Regions from separate parts of the Sus scrofa genome. Here regions 1, 2 and 4 are each linked to region 3. The links are chromatin contacts, called in public Hi-C and HiChIP or PLAC-seq maps. All regions are on one chromosome and are shown on one strand. Each heading gives the region's core, a stretch centred on a gene start, on an enhancer-like site or on the middle of the called end of the contact. The rest is flanking DNA. Distances are from core to core; before and after follow the strand shown. Region 1 overlaps FOXP1 (forkhead box protein P1). Region 2 overlaps FOXP1 (forkhead box protein P1). Region 3 overlaps FOXP1 (forkhead box protein P1). Region 4 overlaps FOXP1 (forkhead box protein P1).

Evidence for each region. A called contact is a pair of places that touch in the nucleus more often than the background predicts. HiChIP or PLAC-seq counts read pairs in DNA pulled down with a chosen protein or histone mark.
Region 1: a Hi-C map of alveolar macrophages shows a contact between it and region 3, with 2.2 times the contacts expected there. The contact joins two enhancer-like sites. A contact is called at or near these places in 9 of 47 Hi-C or Micro-C datasets (alveolar macrophages, blood, heart right ventricle and 3 more) and 2 of 2 datasets of contacts at active chromatin or transcription factors (alveolar macrophages and skeletal muscle).
Region 2: an H3K27ac HiChIP or PLAC-seq map of skeletal muscle shows a contact between it and region 3. The contact joins two enhancer-like sites. A contact is called at or near these places in 4 of 47 Hi-C or Micro-C datasets (embryonic fibroblasts and skeletal muscle) and 1 of 2 datasets of contacts at active chromatin or transcription factors (skeletal muscle).
Region 4: an H3K27ac HiChIP or PLAC-seq map of skeletal muscle shows a contact between it and region 3. The contact joins two enhancer-like sites. A contact is called at or near these places in 13 of 47 Hi-C or Micro-C datasets (alveolar macrophages, blood, embryonic fibroblasts and 6 more) and 2 of 2 datasets of contacts at active chromatin or transcription factors (alveolar macrophages and skeletal muscle).

Annotation. Positions count from the first base shown.
Region 1 is chr13:52,389,616-52,392,315 of Sscrofa11.1, forward strand. It overlaps FOXP1 (forkhead box protein P1), which reads right to left. Exons shown (of 21, transcript XM_021070841.1): 13 at 2,354-2,441. Among named protein-coding and RNA genes, the nearest start is that of FOXP1, 580 kb to the right of the region's middle. Within about 2 kb of position 1,301, at least 4 of the 83 cell types and tissues checked have an H3K27ac peak or open chromatin away from gene starts, as enhancers often do. A contact at or near this core is called in alveolar macrophages, where this site is marked.
Region 2 is chr13:52,564,174-52,566,873 of Sscrofa11.1, forward strand. All of the region lies in intron 6 of FOXP1 (forkhead box protein P1), which reads right to left. Among named protein-coding and RNA genes, the nearest start is that of FOXP1, 410 kb to the right of the region's middle. Within about 2 kb of position 1,293, at least 10 of the 83 cell types and tissues checked have an H3K27ac peak or open chromatin away from gene starts, as enhancers often do. A contact at or near this core is called in skeletal muscle, where this site is marked.
Region 3 is chr13:52,455,824-52,458,523 of Sscrofa11.1, forward strand. The region is part of intron 7 of FOXP1 (forkhead box protein P1); the gene reads right to left. Among named protein-coding and RNA genes, the nearest start is that of FOXP1, 520 kb to the right of the region's middle. Within about 2 kb of position 1,373, at least 67 of the 83 cell types and tissues checked have an H3K27ac peak or open chromatin away from gene starts, as enhancers often do. A contact at or near this core is called in alveolar macrophages, liver, retroperitoneal adipose tissue and 2 more, where this site is marked.
Region 4 is chr13:52,528,488-52,531,187 of Sscrofa11.1, forward strand. The region is part of intron 6 of FOXP1 (forkhead box protein P1); the gene reads right to left. Among named protein-coding and RNA genes, the nearest start is that of FOXP1, 440 kb to the right of the region's middle. Within about 2 kb of position 1,299, at least 26 of the 83 cell types and tissues checked have an H3K27ac peak or open chromatin away from gene starts, as enhancers often do. A contact at or near this core is called in liver, retroperitoneal adipose tissue, skeletal muscle and 1 more, where this site is marked.

The DNA of each region.
Region 1 (2,700 bases), core at 51-2,550, 66 kb before region 3:
TAGTTTTCCAACCCCTGCTCTTGACAAGCACCAGGTCATACTAACAACTATATCAAACTTGGAAGAAATTGAATTCTTCAGACTTAGCTCTCCTTTCTTCCATTAACGCAGACTCACTAGCAAAATTACTATTAGAAACACTGCAGGTAACTACCACATAGAAACTTCCAGTCAGATGAGTTCCTCTGATTCCTATCAAAAGTTGAAAAGCCTGCTTAGGTTTGACGTAGGGCTGGAGGATGAAGGGAAACCTATGAATAAATGAAATCCACAAATAATCAAAGAATCATCCTATGGGCGTGCACCATTCCCAGGCCACATTCACCAAAACACAACATTCAAATTGCCAGGAGAGAGTCATCCGCCTTACTGGGAGTCTAACTTCTTTCCTTCTGCTTGCTTCTCGTAGACAGTGAGGAATAATGAATAAAACAGATAATCAGTTCCTGAGTAATTAGCAATGGCCCCACACTCAAATCTGCAGACTGGAATACCATCCCAGGTGAGCCATGACAGCTCTGGTAAACAATTTACTCTAGCTGATCATTAATAATTTAATTTTATCAATTAAATTAAAAAAATGCAGGAACTTGTATCACTTTTATCAACACCACCACTGAGACATATAAATGCAGAGAGCAAAAGCCATGCAGCTTGTGCTGTTAAATCCGATTCTTCAAAGCCTTACCAGGCTTCAATCACAAGTGAACTCTAGGGGGTGAGACAAATACACTCCTTATTTCCTTCCCAATAAACATGCTAATTTTAAACCTGTAAATTTAAATTAAACATGCTAAATTTAAACGTGCTAAATTTAAACATGCTAAATTTAAACAAGACTTATGTAAGAATTTGAGGATTTCATGATGGGCCCTTGGCCTATATAAATACCCCACTGCCCTAATAAGTTCATATCTGTAGTCTGAATGGAAAAATATTAACTACTTAAAGAAAATAACTCTGGAAATACTCTCACTTAAAAGAAGGTCATTTGTCATATAAGATGATAACTCATTTTTAAAAATCCTTTCTATCCTGGAAAGTCACAACAAAAAGTTTAAGTGTGTTTTGGCTGATTTTTCTCTGCAACTATTTGAAGCTGTAAATGACTTAACTCAGTAAAATTCCAAATGTAATTATCTTCTGTACTTAGCCTAGGGCTCTCCATATATCTCGGCATTGCTGTCTTGCATACAAAATAGGCTTTTCGATGGCTGGTAACAATATAATGTACAACATTGTTTTAATTTCCCCTAGTCGGCTAACCTCTTGCCTACACGAAACCAGCCAGAGGAAGAAGCCACAGTGAGTCATCAGGCACTCAAAAGCATTTTGGAACTCGGCTGCATAAATGGGGTTTGTAGGGTCAGGCTTCTGCAATTGTACATTTTAATAATCTCCATTTCTGACCCAATTTTTACTTTTAGAAAGTAATTCACTATTAATTATACCAAGGAAGGAATTACTGTTAAAATATGGTGGCTCATCAACAAGTTACATCAGGAGGTGGAACCCATCTTTAAAATGTGCCCCTATCCCTCACAACTGTGATCCACAGGAAAATTTGCAGAAGTTAATTTTCTGGAGTCATAAAACACAATCTCAATGGCCTAGTGGATTTCCAAATTCAAGATTATCTCCCCATGTATATATGATATAAACATGATATATACACATACACACACACACACACACACACACACACACACACACACACACCTGAATCCTGAATATGTGCTTGTATGTATGCATGGGCGTGTGTGCATATTTAAAATGGGTGCAATGAACTCTCAATTGTTCTTAGTGATGGAGGGACCAGGGGACAATGAAGCATGATGCATAAATCCACACACAGTTTCTATTTTAACTCTGGAGAACAGGGCTTGCACATGTTCCACGCTCGTGCACGCGTGTGCTCTCTCAAATTCCATTCATTCGCTCCCCATCTCTCTTGCCAGCTTGTCTTCCTCATTTTGGACGGATAACATTAGCTATAGAAGGGGCTTAAACCCAACAACAGATAACCAGAGAAGGTAAAAGGAGAAGAGAGAAGGGAGGTAAAGTGAGAGAGAGATGGAAGAGCTAAAAAGCAGTGGTGACTGAGGGTCGGCAGTGTATACACAGAGGCACAGAACTTTGAAACATCTGAGGGGCAGTGCCCAAGAATGAACTGAAGCTGAACCTTCCCAGAGAATAAAATAAAGAAAATGAAATAATAAAACAAAATAAAGGACAACGACAGGTTTGGAACCTTCCATTCAATAATGAGTACACAGGAACTCATTACAGAACACTACAGAAATTTGGAAGTGGAGGAATACTGAGGTAATATCAAAAATAAATGTGGTTTTACCTGGAGCTCTAACTGCTGTACAACCTGCATTTGTACTCTACATTGGGCTGTACTTCTATCGTCCAGCGCATGCTCACTGTTGAGATGTCTGCAACAATACATAGAAAATCATTAAGTGAAATGGAGAAACAAAAAGGAAAATATAAGTTACCAGGATGTTCATGCATTGACTAGGCAGTGGGTCTAGTTCACAGTGGATCACAGGCTTGTGGATGGCCAGCCTTTCTCCGTCCCCACCAATGAACGCTGTCATGACATATAATTGAGTACACTGTTACCACCCAAATAAAAGGCTGCCAGGGAGAAGTTCTGCAGGGCAGCTGGGGATCACCGTTTACACGTAAATA
Region 2 (2,700 bases), core at 43-2,542, 110 kb after region 3:
CAGGCAGTTTATTGTAAAAACTGATCTATGCATTAATCTGACCTTCACTTAAACAGCTCCTCAACCACAAGGAATGGAGGAAAAAAACAAAAGCACCTAATGTCAGCGATCACATTGCGAGTACCATCAAACTGCTAAATCTATTAACTTTTGTTTTCTTTTTTCACTATTATTAAACTGGAAAGAAAAATTCAACTGGAAAAATTGTGCCTTTTTGGTTCCCTTGTCATCATGTAATAAGTATGAGAAATATATGTGCAATGGCCAAATGGCCGGTAGACAAAACACCCACTCTAAGTGACGTACTGTTTTCCATACCACTCAGACAAAATCAAAACAACAGAACTGCTGCAAACAAAAACAAAATAACATTTCCCATCAGCATTCCAGACAGAGAAAATTTACAGGAAAAGAAGCTGGGAAAAGAACCAGAATGAAATAACTGTTCATACCTCCACTCGTGGTGGAACCATGGCTTCAGACAAACAGCACGGACTTGAGCACTGAAATGTTTAACCATTGATAAAATGTTTGCCAGTGTTGGAAAAGTTTTTTTTTTTTTTCTTTTTTAGGCAAACATTTGCCCTGTTTAAAGTGATGAAGTGCTTCTATAGAACTGAGGGGCCTACATTTCTCTCTTTTTTTTTTTTTTAAGCGAGGGGAGGGGGGTGAGGAGGGAGGGGGGAGACTTATGATAAGAAAAGAAACTTCAGTCGCAGCAGTATCCAGAAGCAAGTGTGTCATTTAATTAATTCTCCTTTCGCTGAGAGATAGAGAAATGTTTCCTGGTGCTGCTAAGTCTGTCTGGCAGGAGAATGTAAAACTCACTTGAAAAAGTGAAGATGATCTCTTTTTATAGCTGAGTCACATGTGTGTAACTTTATGAACGCATCGGCTCCCGGGAAGTTACTGGATCAGGGTTTCGCCTAGATACCTGCCCATAAACTGAGGCAGCGAGAGGTGACTATCAACAGCTGTATCCACCGATTTCATCGAGTCAGTTTACAGTGTCTCCATCACCGTGGATTCTTGTCAGCTGCACTCTCGCTAACACAATTCCTGTGTTTTGCCTGGCAGTAAATGGACGCTTCTGCCCTAGCGTCGTCTAAACAACTCCGTTAACATTTGCCCCCGAGCGTCTCTCTCTTTGTCCAGTCCCTGTCTTCTAACAGATGTCATCCAAGCCTAATCAAGCATAAAATGGTCATAAATATTTCTTTCTGGTAGATTTCACATTCGCATTTCATGCAGGGACATGATATTTTTCTGCTACCTCCAGGGAGAGCCTAATGCAAAAACCAGTTACTTACATTCTAGCCTCATGGTCCTTGAGTAAAATGCAGAACATGTTCTCAGCTCGGAGACATAAAAAGGCTTAAGACTTTATCTTTGGTCTTTTGTTTAACTGCACCTTTTTTCTTTGCGTTTTTTCCCCCCCAAATGCATCTTCATTTTCCAGTTTACACTTAGGCGTTACAAATGTTCCTTTGTGCATGTGAAACTATAAAACGAGATCTAAAATGGGACTACGTCTACCGTATTTCAGCAACTTCAGGTTTTCAACCTTAGATCCTTAATTACTTGCAAAAGGAGATTTTTTTTTTTTTTTGCTCAGATACCTCATTCAAATAACAAGCTATTTGGAAAGTAGATGAGATAAGGGGAGGGCTCTTTTCTTGGGGTTCATTTTACGCGCTATTTTGCAACCTTTTCATCACATTCCGTTAAAACAATGGGATGAAGCCGGGATACAAATTTAAGGTTCATGCCAATTTACCAGATGAGAAAAGGAAAGATTATCACGAGATAGGCCCCGTTTCTAAGACTGAAACTTTGATCAAGCAGGGGAAGCTCCTTCAGACAATTAAGTTGCCTCCTTAAGGAGGGAAGAACTGGTAATCGGCACAATCATATTTGTCTTCTGGAAACTTAGTAAATAATGAGCCTTAAACTAAAATAAAACTATCCTAATAATACTTTTGAGGCCATATGTCTGTGTTTCTCTTTCCTATTCCCTTTGTCAAAACACACATCTTATACTGCTATTTAAAGCGAACTGCAAAACACTTAGCGGTATATATCACAACAATGGCACTCCCCCCACCCTTCACTCCGCTGAGCCTAATATTTGATTACTGCTAGTCAAATCAAGCTTTCAGGCAAATAATCTCCATTTTTAAAGTTAATGAGATATGGTCATGTCGACAACAGCTTGCAGAAACTTTTAATTTTAATTCCTGCAGGCTGTGCTGGCCTCTTTTACAGCAACTACTGTATGAATGAGTCAAATTTGCCAACATGGCTTATGTAGACAAGTGCACACTAATTAAAAATACCCACTGGTATCATAATTTAAATACCATGAAAATAAACTGTGAAAGTCGCTCGGATCCAGTCTCATGGTTCCCTTTGAGCGCGCGCTTCCTTTGACTATAGGATGTTTTATTGCTGGCGTGTTCTTAGCTGAAAACCACTTTGCATCTTGGAGGAATCTGAGAGTGTAATATAATTACACAATTTGTGTTAATATTTGTTTCTCATAAGCTGTTAAGCAGGCCTCCCAGAACGACCACTAATTGAGAAAACCATACTGCGGAGGCAAGCGACGAAGTGACACTCTTGATTTAAGGTCCCTTACAACTTCTCTTGGGTCTATGGTAACTTCTCTGGTCGCTCTCAGCTCAAGCCACGAGGAGATCA
Region 3 (2,700 bases), core at 123-2,622:
ACTGACTTCCTAATAAAATAAATGTAACTTATTTTTTTTTTCTTAAGCAGATTAGTCATTGATAGTATGATTCACATTTCCTGTTATCAGGCTTAATTTTTCCCCCAAATGTGTCACTTTCAAAATGTTGGAATCTATGGAAATTAGGTGATTTGCATTTTTAAATTGGCTTGATTAGAACATTTGGTCTGTGTGGACAAGAATATAAAATTATTAGATATTTCACTCCTAACCGGCAGGCCTTGAAGGAGTTAATCCCAAAGAGGAAGAGTCTATATGTACTTTGCTCTAAAACTTTACCACCCACTTCCTAAAGATCCCCTCCTTCCCATCACGACACTTGAGGGGGGTGGTGGGGGGAGAAAGTCTGTTTCCACGACCGACCCTCTTTCAGGCAGATCTGACAGTTGAGTTAGCTACATTCAGAGCCGGTTCGGATGGGAGTACCCCGTAGCAATTCCTCAGTCGGCTTCGCGTCCTACCCAAACCCCACTCACTACTTAATTAACCAGCAAAGTACTGCAACAGAGGCTAAGGCTCCTCAACCTGCCTAAGTGTCCTTCCGCCGGTCTGGCCGTCTTGGTACGGGGCTCTATTCGTCTCCCTCCACCCTTAACTGTGTATGAACTCCTTGAATTTGAACAGCTAAGCTGAAAATAGCCTAGACAGATATAGAAACAAACTATCAGAAGCAAAGAAACATCCACCCGGGTTACGCTGAGACGGAAGGCTCCTTGTATATTTCACACGCTCTGAAAAGTGACATAAATCACACCCCAGATACGTCCCCCGAATGGAGTGATGGCGAGGGCTTTACCAAAGTGGCTGCCTGAAGGCCAGACCGGCAGAAAAAGAATCGCGAACGAGAAAAAGAGAACGAGCGAGAGCGCGAGAGCAAAACACAAGCAGGACTTCCTCCAACTCTCAACTACACCCCACCCATGAACATTTAAAAAAAGGGAGAGCGAGAGAGAAAGGGGGGTAAAATCTCTCTCTTCCAGGACCCACAGGCCTGGAGCTGCTTCTTCCCACCCCTCCACCCCCTCCCCCGCCTCCACTTCCAGAGCACAACTCCCACCCAAGTTGGTAAACAGCGATTGTTATTATTATTTTTTCCGAAAGACTCAACTTAGAAACCCTCGGGCGCTCCTGCCTTCCCCAGCGAGGCCCCAGGAAGCTGGCACCGCGGAGCCCGGGGAAGGAGAGCAGAACGGCAAAGATCAATCATGGGGACCAACCTGACACTCTCCATGTAGCCGCCAGGCGCGGGGAGCCGGCTCGGGGCGCCCGCGCGGGCCGGGCGTGGGGTCCGGCGGCCTCGGCGTGCAGGCGGACTGCACGCGCGCAGGGGCGCTCCGGCTCGCGGGCTGACAAGACGCACCGCGCCGCGCCCACCCGCCCCGCCCTGCTCCACCAATCACAACCCGCCTCTAAACACCCCGCGCCGCGCCGCGCCGCGCCCCACACAATGGGCTCCGCGGCCCGCGCCCCGCGCCCGCGCCCCCGGCCCCCTCCGCGCGGCAGGTGAAATCGCGCTCGGCGGAGACCCTGCTTTTGTTTCGGGAGCAACTCTGCTTAATTGCTGTTAACCCTTTGACCCGCCTCTGGCTGACGTCTGGGAAGCCGGGCGCGGCGCGCATCTCTCCCTCCAGCCGGGGCTGCCGGGTCGGGGCTTTTTGGTGGGGTGGCGTGTTTGTTTCCTCTTGGAAACTGACAAAGAGTTGTCCCAGCCTTTCAGAACAACCCGAGCGGCAAAGCAGGGGAACCGGCGCGCCCGGCGCACGCCCTGACTGCTTGGAGCAACTGTTTAGAATCGGAAGGGGATGCGGGGCTCAAAGACAGCACAGGAGAACTTCCTCGAAAACGGCCTTTGCGGGAGAACTTTCGCTTCACGTCCCTGGTTTAACCAAGCCTCAGCCTCTTTGATTCCCCCCGCCCCCTTTCTTTCCAAGAGTCGGCTTCGCCAGAGTGTGCTTGTGCGCGCGGAGGGAAACTAACCCGACACAGGGGTTGAAATAAATAACCACCAACGTGCCTCGTCGCTGAACCAAGCTACTTCCCCTCTAGAACGACAGCTGCTGAAGAAAGCATCTGCCACTCGTTCGCTAAGAAATAATTCTCTAAATTCCTTTCTTATTTATACAACAACAGCAACAACACAGGCTACTCTCACTGAGCACTTTAAGATGACCTCTATCAGAAATAGTTACTGCTCTTTAATGCTATTTAAAACAGAGTACAGTGTGGAAAAAAAAAGTCACCAATATGCTAAACTTTGTTGGCTCAACTGGCATGATTTAAGTGCCAGGTTAATTTCATCATTTTCGGCAGTTCTAGAAATCACCTCTCTAATCTACCATCAATTTACAGAAAAACTTTTTTGGCCCATCCTTAAAAACAACAACAAAACTCTAACATTTTTACATTTTTCCTCAAAATATATGAGGAAAAGGAGTAGTGGTGACATCAGTGATTACCTAGTTTCCCTCAATTAAAAAAAAAAAAAAAAGCAACAGATTCTAACCCGGTCATTTCAGGAGTTTTACTGGAAAGTATTTTTCCATTTGAGCTGTTAATGCAGGTTACTACAAACCAGAAAGCATATTGATAATATTTCCAATCAAGCAAAGGCCTGAATTTCAATCAGGTCAGCAGCGGAACAGGCAATTTCCACCCCCCACCCCCCCCAGTAATCTGGCA
Region 4 (2,700 bases), core at 49-2,548, 73 kb after region 3:
TGATTGCTGAACAACTAAAAATATAATAAAATCACTGAGTTAAAAAAAAAAAAGTATTACAGAATACCGCAAAACAATGAAATTATTTTAAAGTTAAGCTGAGCAATTAAAAGCAATAGCAAAGTTCCCAGATGGCTCAGCGGTTTAGAATCTGGCATTGTCACTGCTGTGGTGTGGATGTTTTTTGGGGCGGGGGCACACTTGCGGCAAATGGAAGTTTCCAGGCTAGGGGTCGAATCAGAGCTGCAGCTGCTGGCCTACACCACAGCCACAGCAACGTCAGATCTGAGCCGAGTGTGCGACCTACACCACAGCTCACAGCAACATCAGATCCTTAACCCACTGAGCAAGGCCAGGGATCAAACCCATGTCCTCATGGATACTAGGTTCGTTACCGGGAATTCCTGTGGCGTGGGATTGATCCCTGGCCTGGGAACTTCTGCGTGCTGCAGGTGTGGCCGAAAAAGAAAAAAAAGCAATATATATACCTTGTAAATGAGAACAGAGGAGGAGCAAGCACCCTATACAGCTGGGAGCACTGTCAAACAAATGGCTGTTCTCCAAGTTATCCCGTGTAATAACTTCTGATAATGAAATACAAAATGCGGAAGAAGGCGAGGGCAGGAAGCCCGTTGAAAGCCATGAAACACTTTTAGTTATATAAGCTAAGTAGTTATAATATAGCAGCTTCCACTGCCTGGACTGTTTGTCCCCAAACACTGAAAGACAAAATAATGAAACAAAAACAATTAGCTAGAGCCCTCTTTCGAATCACAGCCACTGCACACACATTTAAGGACACTCACACCTCGTTCTAAAAGTTAAATTCCCCTGAAGAAGTAATGCTTCCTTCTTCCAAAAAGGAGGTGGGGGTGAGGGTGGGGGACAAGGAACCATTTATCCATTTAAAGATTAAGTATAAACTAGTTCAAGCCAGGGAGAGGAACATGGAAAGAAAAAGTAAACAGGACCTCACCCCCCACCCCGAAAATAGTTCCCCTTTGAAAGCTCTAGGCGGTGGGTGCCTGGTACCAAGAGCCGCCCCGTTCATTGGAGGGGTCAGGAAAGCTATGCTAAACCGACAGGTTCCGTTTACAGCAGGCCAGAACTTTGTTTGGATATACTGGCCTTGCTCCCCGCCAGCTTAACAACAGATGGCTAGAAAACTTTCATTATGCTGCACAGGACTGAACTGCAAACAATCCAGAAAACTGTGAAAAGTTTAACTCCCTCTAAACCAATGTGCCAAACCGGGGCCTGCCCAGAGCCAGTGAGCCAGCGCTGGGCCCCGGGGGACCATGCAAGTGATGGTTAAAACCAGAGCACTTGCTAAGGGCCCCAAGTCAACTCAAGGCACCATTCCAGACGCCGGGACAGCAGCGACCCACCCAAGTCTGGAGTTTAACTGTTCAAAGCCCAGACCTTATAAGGAGTTGTGTGGATAGTCTCCTCTTTGTCTATTTTCCTAAAATGTACTGTCATGACTGCCCCTGGCCTTGGGAGAGAGAAAATCTTCTCCTAGACAGTTCCCAAGCTCCTTCCCACTCTCCCTCCCTCTGGAAATTGGGAGGATGAGGCCAAATAGTCTGACTGTAACACCCAGACTTAAACACGATTTATCCAAATCTGTCTATAATTTAAATATTCATTAAATCGATTCAATCACACGAACCCTAATATCTCTTAATGCTCCAAGACAGGTTATAAATGTACCTTCAAAGGTTTAATTCAATTGGCAATCTGAGAGGGCTGATCACCAGAAATGTGTTATTTTCATATTATTCAAGAAATGAACAAATGTGTTTTCCACAAATGTGTTTGAGAAGCTACCCTTTCCTGTTATTGAAAGAAAATTGTGTTTATTACTCCTTTAGCATAGTGTAAACTCATAAACGTCAACAGACAGTACAAGGAAAACTGTCAACTAAATATTGTTTCCTTCATGAGCTGTTCTTCCAAGTCAATTACGCCTTTCAACTTCTGGGGCATTGTATGATAAACTGGCAGTAAAAATCATTCACATTAATATACCATGGTGCCTTGCCTGCAAAAGGTAATTAAAGAAGTAAATGACTCATAAGAATAGACATATTAGCTGCAAAATGAAAGGCAACTGCGCTGCCACATAAAAATATGTACCATTAAGATACTGCATTTTCATATTCCTGTAATCAGCTTCAGTAGACTAATGCTTATTTAATCCAGTTCTGTGCTAAGTCCATCAACAACTGTTTTTTGCTGTTTTCTCCTTGACTGAACATTATGAGAACAGGTTTGGAATAAATACTGCAATGAGATTTTTGCATCCTCAATTGAAGAACAGGTTTTTACATTTTAAAATCTATTTTTCTTTCTTTCAGAAATACAACGTAAAAAAAAATTACTGGTGGGGAAAATATATAATATATATATATAAATGTACATTTATATAAAACATATATAGTACATATATATGTATGCATATTAGAGAGAGAGAGAGTCTGCTAGTGAGATATGTCTCTTTAAAATGGCAGAACACTTCAGGGAAATGATATTTGTTTCCACATTCACTGTTTCTGACCCATAATGTTATCAGCACAGGGGAGATGGCGTCACGCCTCTACTTGCCAGATCTCTGTCACCTTTATGCAGTGCTCCCTTTTGTTAATAATGGCTTCCACTACCATGAGCAGGAGGAAGGCAATTGAGCTTTTGGCAGGG